3 separate regions of the Mus musculus genome follow, and regions 1 and 3 are each linked to region 2. Evidence: chromatin contacts called from public HiChIP or PLAC-seq and promoter capture Hi-C data. All regions are on one chromosome and are shown on one strand. The core of a region is the stretch at or near the end of the contact, and the rest is flanking DNA. Distances in the headings are between cores, read along the strand shown.

Region 1 (4,236 bases), core at 334-2,833, 850 kb after region 2:
AGGAGCAGCGGATGAGCTATCGGATCTCCTAATAGGTCTTGTTGTTGTTGTTCACTTGCTGGAGTGTAAATAACACCTGGGGGAATGACTTAAAATCACACTGTAGGTGACCCCTTCCACTCCCTGTCACACTGAAGCACACAGGGCATCATTCTCAATCCATTGCTTTAGAGAGATAGCCTGGAATTTTCTCCCCTAGGGATAAGGGAAGAGCAATGGGAGGATACTTTCAAACAAACAAAACAAAAAAACTTCAGATCAGTTCCAAGAGAGCCTGGGGGAAACCTGCAGGAGAACAGAGCCCAGGGTTTTTTTTTTTTTTTTTTTTTTCTGGGGAGCTCCAATCTCCAGGAGAAGGATTCTAGGCTGGATAAAGTCTCTGGTTACTCTTGGAAGGTAAGGTACAGCCGGTGACTCTACATTTTTGGAGTCACTCTCATGCCCTCACGTCATCCGTGGGCTTCAGGGAGCAAGAAAGCTCTAGAACACTAAACTTGAGTGGCACACCGTGACTCTGCCCCTAACAGTGGGCACAATGCTGGTGCGATGATGTGGCCATCAGCCTGCCTCCACACACCATCCTCATTCCTTGGTGTGAACAACTCACAGTCAGCATGGGATGAATGTTCCCATGCTGGGGGCCTGAGATGTCCATCCCTGGCCCCTTCCATCCTATCCTCTAGAACTCCCGAATCCTTTCTAAGAATGGAGCATCTGTGAACTCTAGCCTTCACCTGGTTTGGATTTTTTCAATTAACCTACAGCCTTTTTCTAGTAGTTTACTCTGTGTGCACTCACTGGCTGCAGTAGACCTGCTTTTAGGAACTTCCTTCTGATCCCTCTTGCAGGAATGCTGGATGTGATGCTGGGGTTCACTACACTTTTGTCAATTCTCCTGCTCTCACAACCAGAACAGGGTGGCAGCCCAGTTGGGTTGTTTAGATTCATTTTGTTTCCCACATAGAGCTGGGCTTGCAATGAGGGTAACACTAACAGGACTAAACAGGAGCAGAACAGGAACCTGTCAGAGGCTCATCATAGTTGCAGACAGTCACCTTTTCAAAGGTAATTTATAATTTCTTTTAAAAGCACCATTTTGCTCCCAGTTTCAGTCACAGCTGGGCCCATTCTCTTCCCCCACCTGCATTTCTTTCCTAACTTAGGCAGAGGTCTTCTTCTGGTCAGTAGAGAAAGAGAAGGATGGAGGCTGGCCTCTGCCTGCCCCCACAGAGCCCTCGGGCTCGCTCGCGTGGCCAATTGTATGGTTTTTCCCCGGTGCGCAGCGTGGGCTTCTCCCACTTGAGCGCCCAACAAGTCTCCGTGCTCCAGCCTGCGCGCAGCCGCGCCAGAGACTGAACGCTGCGCTGCCTGCGGGAGCACTAGCAGGGGCCTGAAAGCCCGAGGCCAGGCTGAGTCCCGGACTGCGCGGTGCCAGCCTCCTTCCCCTCTCGGTGGGTAGGATGGTTGAGTCCAGCCACCACGGCAGCGGCTCCTTGCGCCTCTAGCAGCCTGTCTTCGGCGCTCGCTCCCCGCCTTCCTCCCGCTCCAGCCCTGCTCCCCCCTCCCCCCGCGCCCCTCCCGCACCTCCCACTCGCTGGCTCTCTCTCCAGCTGCCTCCGCTCCAGGTTGCTCCCGGTTGCGCGCGCTCCTCTCCCGCCTCGCCCCCTCCCGCAGCCTCGCCGCCTTGGTGCCTTCCTGCCCGGCTCGGCCGGCGCTCGTCCCCGGCCCCGGCAGCCCCGGGGCTGCGCTCGCTCAGAGCATCTTCAGCCCCGCAGTGGCTCGGACCCGATGCTACGGGAGCGGAGCGAGCCGGGCGCGCAGAGCTGCGGGAGGCGTCAGATGCGCGGCCGGGCTGGGGACCCGGAGCTCTTGCCAGCTCGCCTTGCCCTTTGGTGATTACCGGACTCTGTTTAGAGCCCGGTTGTTCCTCGGAGGAGACCGGCGCATCCGAGAGGAGCCATCCGTGTCGTGTGCGTGTGGAATATCTGCAGACATGACTGCGTGGAGGAAATTCAAGTCGCTGCTCCTGCCTCTGGTGCTGGCGGTTCTGTGCGCGGGGCTCCTCACTGCAGCTAAGGGTAAGACAGGCTAGCTCGGTACCGGGGAGACGGCCGAACCCTCGGAGGCCCGGTTTGCGAACGCGAGTGTCTGATCTGAGGATTGTAAGGGACCAAGCGGCAGGCACCGACCGGGTGGCTGTCCACCAGCGACGCTAGGGAACGCAGCGCCCGATACCGAGCTTCCATCGCGTTCTTCCCACCCCTCATCTGCCCCCGCCCCACCCCCGCCCTTCCTTCCCCCTCACTTGGGCTTAAACGACATTTCTCTCTGTGCTGTGTACTGTGGGTTGTCAAGGAGAAGAGAGCCCGACACGAGTTGGGCAGAGAACTGCGCCTTGGCTCCTGGCGCTTGGTGGGCTTGGCGGGTCGCAGGCTGGGGTAGTTCCCACGACTTCTCCCCGGACCCAGCGCACCTGGGAAACATACTGGGCACCGTCAGCCTGGCAAGTTCAAGCTCGCCGGGCTCCTGTGCCATCAGAGAGAGCTCCTAGCTGAGTGGTGTTCCCATAGCCTTACACCTCCTCTCACCCCATTCCTATGCTTCCCCTCCAAGGTACTCAAACTAGCTGTCTCTGGGATGTCGCCTCCTCTTTCCTTCCCTGGACTTTGCTTTTTTGCAAGTTGTGATATCTGGCAAGGTGGGTGAAGCCAGTGGGGAGTTCTGGTCAGGTTTCCCTAGCAGATCAATTCTCTGTGGGTGCAGAGGCAACCCCTGTCAAAGTCTGATCAACCAAAGGAAAGGGCTATTTCTGTATGGTTCCTGGGGCTTTTTTGTCTCAGAGAATTTGGCTTTCTCCTTGAAAGGAGTTAGGGGATGTTTTCTCCTAAGTCTCTACAAGCTGCAACCTTCGGGCTGGTAACAGCTCCTGTGCGCTAGGTTTAGTCTATGGGAAGGAGGAGGAAAGAGAGGAGGAAGGGGGGAGAAGGAGAGAGAGAGAGAGGGAGAGAGAGAGAGAGAGAGAGAGAGAGAGAGAGAGAGAGAGAGAGAGAGAGAGAGAGAGAGGATTGATTTCACATTGGCAAGTACCTGCTCCCATTTCTTCACTCTCTCATATGCTCCTGGTGCTACTGGGTGTCAGGTTCCCAGTTTCCTTCCTCACACTACTGGGCAAATCTGTATCTGTATCTTTATAGACAGACTGCTTTTCTTTTTAAAGGATGGAACCAAGTCTTACGACTTTTTCCCCCCTTTTGAATCATTTGTCCCCTCTTTTCCTCAGAAGAAATTTCCCTTTCCTCTCTAAGACTACCCCAGCTGCTATTCCCCTAGTGGTTCAAATTCAAGGGTGATTAAGAAGCCACAGAGGACTCTGTGATCTCCATCCAACTCCACACCGGCCTGGAGAGAGCAGAGGATTGCCTGAGGGCTCCAGGTGGGGGAAAATTCGGCCTTCTGATGCTGGCCCCTCTGCTTAGCATCCTTCTCACAATAACTATCCGTGGGATGTGTCCCAATAGCTCACCTAGAAATAGGTGGGTCCTGCTTAACTAGAAAGATGGGATTGCTTGATTTTTGGGGAGCTTCCCACAGATGTCTACCCTCTGACTACATGTCCCCCTCCCCCCATCTAGCCTGGGCCTCCACCTGAGGAGGCTCCACGGGTCAAGCACCAAGCAGGGTTAGGTTGGCAGAGGGCTCTGGTCTGGGCACGCTGGGAAATGAGAGGCAAAACATGAAAAGTCTGTGCCCCCCAAACCAGGTACTGATGTCAATGTTGGAAGTGGAAAAGATTCAGGATACAGAACCAGGCTTTGTCCAGACCAACCCTTGCTGAAATGGTATTCTTGTCATGCAACTATGCCAAACTTCTTACCCTTTCCTGCACTCTGAGATGATCTAAGGCAAAGCTTCCTCCTTCCTTAAACCTGCAGCTCACCCTTGGAGCGCACTCTGGGTTTCCTTGGAGTTCTGAGCAGTCCTAGCTCCCTCCCCCCGCAATTAACAGAGGTTGCTGCGTGGACCCCACAGCCTCTCGCCCGGCTGCTTAATAATCCCTACACGTGTGCGGGCTGATTCCGCCCCCACGAGGGTGGTCTGCCGCTCTGGGGGAGGGGAAGCTGGGGCCGGGCGTGGAGGGATAGGTCCTGGACAGAGGCTGCACTGGCCTGGTTAAGGGATTCCAGGTTAGGTGCATAGAGTCCTGGGCCTGGACTCAAAGCCCCAGGGAACTGAGTG
Region 2 (4,218 bases), core at 433-2,932:
GAAACCTGTTGTTGGTGTCAGGTGTCTTCCTTGATGGCTTTCCACCTTCTTTTTTTTTTTTTTTCTTTTTTTTTTTAGGCAAGGTGTCTCATTGATCTTGTAATTTAGTTTATCTGTTAGCTACACTGTCTGGCCAATGAAATGAACACAAGTGTTCACCCCTCCTTTATTCCCCACCCTCATTTTCCCAGTGCTGGCATTTTAGACATATCCCAGCATGCTTGGCTACCATGGATGCTGGGATCTGAACTCCAGTCTTTGCGTGTATGGAGGAGGAACCTTACAGTTAAGCTGCCTCTGCAGTTCGTCTTTCTGAGACTGCTACTCTGTTAAGAGTCTGCAGCTCTTCCTTACCTTTTGGACCACAGTTTGCCTCTAGTTCTGCATCCTAGTCCTTTCCCACCAAGACATCTACATAAGTCACCTCCTTCACCAAGGGCATGCATTATGTTTATAAAAAAGAAAAGGAGCCAGGGATATGTTCGATAGAGGCACAGTATGGTGTGGGGGAAGGGGGTGCCTCTGTGGCCCCATGCTGGGGCATCCCTTCCCCCTTAGGTACCAACCTATACTATACTATACTATACTATACTATACTATACTATACTATACTATTCTATAGTCTAGAATAGAATCTATTTAGGGTATGGGAGGGAAGTTGAGGGGGTAGTAGAGACAGAGAAAGGCAGGGGGAAGAGAGGAGAGAGAGGGAGGGAGAGAGAGAAGAGAAGAGAAGAGAAGAGAAGAGAAGAGAAGAGAAGAGAAGAGAAGAGAAGAGAAGAGAAGAGAAGAGAAGAGAAGAGAAGAGAAGAGAAGAGAAGAGAAGAGAGAAGGGAAGGGAAGGGAAGGGAAGGGAAGGGAAGGGAAGGGAAGGGAAGGGAAGGGAAGGGAAGGGAAGGGAAGGGAAGGGAAGGGAATGGGGAGAGAGGGCACAAAGGGGATAAGAGAGCAAGGGAGCAAGAGAGTGAGGAGGGGGCAAGCAGCAACTTTTATAGTGAGTCATGTATACCTGGCTGTTGCCAAGTAGCATCGGGGGCAGAGCCTAGAAGAAATGCTAACGTCATGAGGGTGGTGAACAACTGGAATACAAACTTTAGATCTAGGCAGCAGGGGCTCCTCACTATCTGCCAGTAAAATCTGACCCATAATCTAATTCCAGTTAAGGTTGCCATCTCTGAGGTTGTGGACCAGGGAGCAGAGAGAGGATAAAGGCAGCATTCCATCGAAGAGAGCTCCCGGATCCCCACCTGCCTCCAGCCATCAGAGCCTCTGGGGTTTCAGGAGTGTGGAGTAACTGCCAGGTTGCCTTGTGCTTTATGGGAGTCTTAATGCCAAAGGGACACTCTCCCTGTGAAGACTGGAATCTGCTTGATAGGAGCACTGGCTGGCCACTCAGCTGGCTAGGCACTCATTCATTACACATTATTGTGTTAAGGGAAGTCCATTTGGGACCAGCCAGTCTTGTTTTAAAGCTATTCTTGATGTGAGGCCAAACGGTTTCATTGAACAAGCTTTTATCCTAAGGAAGATATACTGGTTCAGGGTGTCTTGACTCTTTCAAAGGAACAATGACGTCACCCCGGGGGCCTCTGCTGTTTTAGCAAACCCAGCACTTCTAATAGAGATTTCCCCCAGCAAAGCCTTCTGTTAGACACCTGATTTGCATTTTAGAGCAATCTTCCCTTTGATTACCAGCTTGGGCTGAGAGGAAGAAGAGAGGACTAAAGAATGTGTGAATCACCCTTCCCAGTGTGATGCCTTAATGAAGCTAGATGCCTCCCTGCTCCCATCCTGTTTGATTGAACCCATGGCTGCAGGATTGAGATTTATGGTTCAGGAATGAAGTGGAAAGCTTTTCCTAAGCACAGGGCAAAATGCTGAAACCAAACCCTTCCCACTGAATAGCCTGTTACTCTCTTGTTTAGGTGACATCCACAGACAAGCAACAAATCCCTTCAGGAGTAGGACGCTTGGTTCCAGATTTCAATTTGTAGAAAGACTGTTGAAGTATAAAACAAAGCATACTAGTAACCGGCCCACGGGGGAAACCTGAAACTCAATGAAATACAGGAAAACACTGCTGTTATTTCCAGAAGACTGTTTCTGGAGCAAGAGATAGTCTCCGTAGGAATAGGCAACAGTAATGCCTTGTAATTGGGTAGCTTCGCCAGCCTATTCTAATTGACAGGAGATGCCTGGTAACAGCTTCCAGGTAACCTCACTGAGTCTCATCTCAGTTTGCAGGTGCTGGCTTCCTAAAGCTATTGTTTAAGTGGCCCAGGAGGAGTTCCACACCCTTGAGTAATTTCAACATTGTGGTTAGGGATTTGTGCTATTTGAAGGTATTATAACAAAATACTCAAAGCTTGGGCTTGTTAAGGGAACTCGGGATTGAAACTAGTTATGCTGTATTGGCTTTATTAGAAGGCAGAACTCTTTTGTTACCCCTGGAACAGTGACCCCTGGGTATGGTAGTCAGGGAGAGGTGCAGCTCTTGTAGGTTAATATTTGGGCCTGGATACAGGATCTCCTCCAAGAGCCCTAATATCTGGTGTTGGTCTTTGGGCTGGGCTAGGACATCCTTGGAGGTGTTTGTAATTTCTGTTTCTGTGTCCTTTTTCCTTTTCACATCTCCCCCCACCCCCTTGGCGCAGGTTCTTCTAGCAAGAGGAGAAGGGGAAGGAGGATGGGGGAGGATTGTGGGAAGAAGTGATTGGGAGGCGGGCTGTGAACAGATGTAAAGTGAATAGGTAAGAAATAAAATAAAATAAAACAAAGATTTTCTGCATCATGTGAAGGATCCTTAAAAAAGAACCATCTCCAGTGCTTGGTAAATGCTGAAGATGGGTCACAAAGCTGTGAATGTTTGGAGGGAAAGGAAGAGGACTTGGGAAAGGTAGAGATGAGAGCTAAGGGCCGAGCTTTGGCTGAGTATGTACATCTTTGGATGTGGGATCACAATGCCCTTTGGCAACTTTCTCACTTTCCCTCTTTCCCTTTCTTCTCAGGAGCATCTACTTTTGTATGCCTCAAGGCTTGGCTGTGTAAGATGGAGAATCACACATTGTTGATGCTTGGAGTCTGGCACTTCACATCCTATGACCTGAATCTGCTTTCCAATGGGCCGAGAGCTTGGTGTGCCAATGGAGACTGAGTGAGAATATTTGGGGTAAATAGTTGTCCTTTTTCATATTTTCGACACCCCAAGTGAAGCTCAAAGTCCCCCCTATCAGTTCATACGGTTATCCAACTCACAGTGATATTTCAGCCTGCTTGAGAAGTACATTCAATTAGCAAAATATACACAAAGGAGTGCCTATAACTCTAGACTGCAGTACTATCATCTTTTAGTATGGATAATCCTGGAGGCCTCAGTCTTATTTCTCATAATGAAATTCACTTTTGCACCGAGGTTCTAGAGCCTCCTGAGATAAAACTCCATGGCTCCCCAAATAATTGGCTAATTCTGTTGGGTCACAGGATATGTAGGTGGTAATTATATCAGATTTGCTCAAATGCCCAAAACAATACAAAAACCTTCCCCAAATCCCCCCTCCCAAATAAACAAACAAACCCATATAATAAAGGATTATGAAAGAAATTAATTCCTTCCTTCCTTGCTGTGTTCATTTTGAGTTGAATGCTGTTCAAATTTTCTTGTGTGTAGAAGTCCTAAGATGGAAGGACTTCCACTGCCCCCCCAATCCCCCATCTTTGCTTGTCTTGTTCTCTGTGGAGATCATCATGGCTCTACACACCATGCACGTGAGAACAGTTGGCAAAGATTACAGTCCCGGGGGCCACACTGCCAGAGTGAACGGTTTGCCCGTGTGAAGACATTGCCAAGAGCCATTGTCATTGCTCCTCATATGCAGTCTCATCCAAGAAACTAACAGTGGTTTGCACGCGAAATCCACTGGACCTTGGAGAAGTGTTCTGGGGACTTGATAAGAAACATGAAGGGAGCTGGTGGGAACTGATAGGCTCGAAGAAAGTCCTCTGGGCTTGCCTCTGTGAAAGGAAGGAGGATGGACCATGCGCGGAAGTGGGTCCATGCTAACAGGAAGACTACTAGACATGTAGAGTTAGGCAAAGGTGAAGAATATATAAAAGATAAAGAATACAACTCAGGAGACAGTGGTGGCTCATGATCAGCTCTTTCCATTAATGCTTCAGATACCGAGTTCTTCTGATCTCATCTGAAGTTGGGAACTCAGT
Region 3 (4,416 bases), core at 1,525-4,024, 730 kb after region 2:
GACTACAATAAAAAAAAGAATTTTGTGAAAGAGTAGATCTGGTGCCCAAAGACTTGGAAGAACAATTTCTAAATATGAAATTGTTGTGACCACAATGATAATGGTGTCTGATGAAAACATCAGTTTTGTGTGTGTGTGTGTGTGTTTAGGGGGTGGGAGGTTGTGTGTGTTTGTGTGCATGTCTGTGTCTCTGATGTGTGTGTACTTATTGTAGGAGGGATACATGGGTATTATACACATAAATTTGAATTACTGTATTAATTTGAATTAATTGTATGCAGCTTACTTCTTGATTTTGAAAAATGATTACTCAAATTATTTTAAAAAAACAGTATATTTGCTTTTTTTGTTGCTAAATGGCTTGAATTTCCTATTAACTTTGCATATCAACACTATATTGATGTATAGTTTGCAAGTATTGGCTCTCCCTCTCTGAGTTGTCTTTTTATTTTGATGTTAGGATCATAAAATCACAGTACTGGTTTTATATTGAAAGGAAATGAATATGCCTATCAAGAAGATGCAAGTCCTGACATATTGAATGCCATATTCAGAATAGCCAAGGTTTGGAATCAAAATAGGTATCCATCTGTTCGTGGCTGTATGAAGAAAACATGATGGACATATACATACCAGGGTAGTATCTGACCATAAAAATGCAATCCTTTTATAGAGAGCAATGTGAATGATCCCAGATAATGTTCTATGAGGCTGCTTAAGCCAGACAAGAAAGACAGGTACCACATGACCTTGGTTGGACTTGGCATCCAAATAAATGCTGTTCTTTATGAGGCCCTGAGAAAACTGGTGGTCACTAGAAAACTGCAGGCTTAGCAGGGGAAGGAGATGTCAGAGAAGTATTAAGCAGAATTTCAATAGCAGGAATGTTAAAATAGTGCCTCAGAGAAGCATGGACTTGACAGAGAGTAGATAGGAGTGAGTATCTGGAGAAGGGAAGGGAAGGGAATGTTTAGCATGGCAGATTTTGGAGTTTCAATTTAGAGACATAAAAATGTTCAAATACCCTTGTGGTGACAGCCACACCACTCCTTCAGTATGTTGAGAACACTTGAATCATACACTTTAAATAGGTCAACAGTGGGATGGGAAAGTTACACCTCAATAAAGACACTTTTACTTAAAGCCGAGTGGATAAGTTTGTATTGGAAATTCAGCTTGTCTGCACACTGTAGATGTGTGCTCCTTAAGACCAACCCTACTTCACAGCCCCCACCCCAGCTATGCTTGGAGACTTTAAGTTAAAGGAAAAAATACCTTTGTGTATGCCTTAATTACAGTGTTGATAAAGCTAAAAGTCAGTTCAGAATTAAATTACTTCTTTCTCTTTTGGTGGTAAAGAAAATCTATTCTGCTCCAAACATGATCCCATACTTTATCAAAACCAGGCATTTATGACTAAATGGTACTGTGTTAATTATGTTTATATAATGTAGAAATAATTTATTATTTATTTTGAAATTATAAAAATGTTTATAGAGTTTGGTCTGTATAGAGTTCTGAATTATTTATGGTCATGTTTTATATCTAGTATTTAATAATTTTATTCATATATCTCACCAATTTATAGATATATTGATTAAATATTTTTTGTTTTAAAAGATTGCAAATAGATTTTTTATACAGTATATTCTGATTATGGTTTGCCCTCCACATTCTCCTCCCAGGTCTTCTCTACCTTCCCTGCCATCAAGATGCACACACATTCTTTCTCTCTCTGGGAAGCCTGCTGCTCTCTGAACGGAAATGATGGGGCAATGGTTCTTCAGGAGAGAGAAAGTAGGGGGCCATGGGGTGGGTGGAGGGAAGGGAATCTGAGGTTGGATGGATAGTATGAGAGAAGAATAAATCAAAAGAAAAAATGAAAACCGGCACCTAAGGAATAACAACAAAATAATATAAAAAAAAACCAACCAAACCTGAATAGAAATAAATATCCAAACAAGAAAAAAAAAAAAAAGAGTCCACGAGAAAGCACAAGATACACATGAGATGCAGAGATATAAGTTTGCAAACACATGAATCATATACATACACATATATATATATATATATATATATATATGTATAAAGTACCTATAATGTTAAAAGTAAACAAACAAACAAACAAACACACTTCTGACTTCACATAATAAACCAAAGAACCTCCAAAGATGACATCTATGGTGGTTCATTTTCTATGGACCATCTGCTTGTATAGGCTAATGCTAGCCCTATGCATGATGCCATACTCTACATATGTGCATATGTATTGTTCCTGCTGTGCTCAGAAGGCTTTGATTTCTTCGTGCCTTCCATCTCCTCTGGCTCTTAAACTATTTCCACCTCCTCCTCTACAGGGTTCCCTGAGCACAAAGGGGAAGGATCGATGGATACAATCTTTTTGGAGGGAAATGTTTGAATGTCAGTCATTCTGCATATCATCTGGCTGTGATTCTATGTATTTGTTCTTATCTGCTACAGGAGAAAGCATGTCTGATGATGGCTAAGCAAGGCACAGGTCTGTTTCCCAGGTCAACAGGGCAAGCAGTTTTTGAAAGCACTCTTGTCTACTGTAGTGTGGTGGAGCATGATGCTGACAGGTCTTACTCTTCTCTCACATTCCACTTTTTTTTTTATCAAGAAAACAAAACAAAAAAAAACCTGTTAGATTACATTCCTAAAGCTAGCCACCAAGGTCTCTTCCCTTATTTGGCCACTTCCTCCTCCTGAGGCTGACTGCCAAGGTCCAGCTGTGAAAGGATTAAAGTCCAGCAATCAAAAGTCCCCTTTGGCTCACCTAATTAACATGCCCAATCAAAACAAACGAGCTCATCCTGACACCGGTCTCCCCTTGTACCTTTATAAACTGCCCTTTTTCTATGTTGCCATGTCTTTGTCCTCTTTATCTAGAGAAAGCCCTTCTCCTACTCTGGGACAAATTATCCCTGGTCCCTCTCCCTTGTTCCCTTACTCCCCTCCCCCGTCCTTTATCTCCTGTCTCTTATTTCCTATCTTCTGTCCCTCTGGGGTAAATAAATCTTTGTGTTGAGAACTTGGCCTTGGGGGATCCTGAACCCATACTTTTCCTTTCAGTTTCCCACAATGCTTTGTTTTCGAGTAGATGCAGATAAATATAATTGAGGCAAGTTCACAAATAAGTGGGATATTTTTGTGAAAAAAATACTGCAATGCCATTTCTGTCTTAGGAATTACTTGCATGTTTCTCAAGTTACCATCTTCAGAGCTGCAAGCAAACTGGGGAACTTTTGAGCTTATCTTTTGCCTTTTTCAGAGCTGGAGGTTCCCTTATGGAAAATGGGAGATCTGAAGACGATGGTAAACCAGGGTGTTTGCGAGTAGGACATTGTAAAGCAGGTTTCCGCACAAATGCCCAGGAGAATGTGACATTTGCAGATGAGATTAAATCCAGACACTACACAAGCCTGAAAAATATGGTCTTTTCATACCCCTAAGTTTGCAATTCTGGAAAAAAAAAATCAAAACATAATCAGAGCTTCTCAGTGATAGAATGCAGGTTAGACAGTGCCCCTTAAGTCTACTGCCCCTGCGTTTTAAGACACCTGACCTCAGAGGCTTGGGCTGACTCCTCCATGTCTCCAAGGCCACAATAGCTAGAGGCTTTAATGTTATCAGACAATTCTAACTGGGCTTACACAGCCCTCCCCTGTCTCACTATCCCATCCCCTGGCATTACTGCTTATGAGCATCCATCCCTCAGTGCTTGACAACTGAGATGTGGCAAAGCCTAGCAGGTAAATAACCACAGATGCACTGCAGGTTGAGCACCAGCATTCTTAGAGAGCACTTGGCCCCAGAAACGCACTCTGTAGAGCACAGGTAAATGTCCTGACATCCTGTCAGCACTCAGTCACTCAAGAAGTCCTCTGGAAAGCTGATAGCTCAAGTTCTAATATCTCAGTTGCCTTTTAAACAATAACACAACCATTACAATTATTTCTTTTTTGTTATTTTTTAAAAATGTATAATATATTTTGATTATATTCCTATCCCCAACTCTGTCTAGATCCTCCCCAGCCCTCTACTTACCCAACCTCCTATTCTTTCTCTCTCTCTCACCAAGAAAGCGACAAAAATAAAAATAAAAACAATGTACCACTCAGTTTTAGAAACAGTGCTAGAAACACACATCAAAGCAGTTTATATCTGGATCACTAAACATAACGGGTATGCAGTGTCTCACCTTGGACATTTATCTCAGTGATTACACACTAATATGATTGAGTCTTTTCACTGAAGTCTCCTAAGTAAGAAAGTCAGGGTATTTTGAGCTTCGTCATTACAGTTTATTTTTAAGTATGGGATTAGTTCTGATGTGTCTCACATCCACCATAATGGTTTATTTGGATATTGAAAAATTTAGAAAACTTGAAAAAA

The links. Promoter capture Hi-C pulls out the DNA fragments that hold promoters and counts their contacts. HiChIP or PLAC-seq counts read pairs in DNA pulled down with a chosen protein or histone mark.
Region 1: a promoter capture Hi-C map of stem cell-derived epiblast-like cells shows a contact between it and region 2, with 4 times the contacts expected there. The contact joins the promoter of Csmd1 here to the enhancer-like site in region 2. A contact is called at or near these places in 15 of 39 promoter capture datasets (the 3T3-L1 cell line, 3T3-L1-derived adipocytes, the C10 cell line and 9 more), 1 of 15 datasets of contacts at CTCF or cohesin (stem cell-derived epiblast-like cells), 1 of 484 Hi-C or Micro-C datasets (the HPC-7 cell line), 7 of 115 datasets of contacts at active chromatin or transcription factors (embryonic forebrain, embryonic stem cells, forebrain and 2 more) and 1 of 9 other capture datasets (embryonic stem cells).
Region 3: a contact with region 2 is called in an H3K27ac HiChIP or PLAC-seq map of stem cell-derived epiblast-like cells, with 12 times the contacts expected there. The contact joins two enhancer-like sites. A contact is called at or near these places in 2 of 115 datasets of contacts at active chromatin or transcription factors (epiblast stem cells and stem cell-derived epiblast-like cells).

Annotation. Positions count from the first base shown.
Region 1 is chr8:17,532,732-17,536,967 of GRCm38.p6, reverse strand. It overlaps Csmd1 (CUB and Sushi multiple domains 1), which reads left to right and starts at 1,583. Exons shown (of 70, transcript NM_053171.2): 1 at 1,583-2,078. The coding sequence starts at 1,994.
Region 2 is chr8:18,379,320-18,383,537 of GRCm38.p6, reverse strand. No RefSeq gene overlaps it. Among named protein-coding and RNA genes, the nearest start is that of 1700014L14Rik, 47 kb to the right of the region's middle. Within about 2 kb of position 1,682, at least 11 of the 459 cell types and tissues checked have an H3K27ac peak or open chromatin away from gene starts, as enhancers often do. A contact at or near this core is called in neural tube and stem cell-derived epiblast-like cells, where this site is marked.
Region 3 is chr8:17,652,324-17,656,739 of GRCm38.p6, reverse strand. No RefSeq gene overlaps it. Among named protein-coding and RNA genes, the nearest start is that of Gm39137, 92 kb to the right of the region's middle. Within about 2 kb of position 2,774, at least 23 of the 459 cell types and tissues checked have an H3K27ac peak or open chromatin away from gene starts, as enhancers often do. A contact at or near this core is called in stem cell-derived epiblast-like cells, where this site is marked.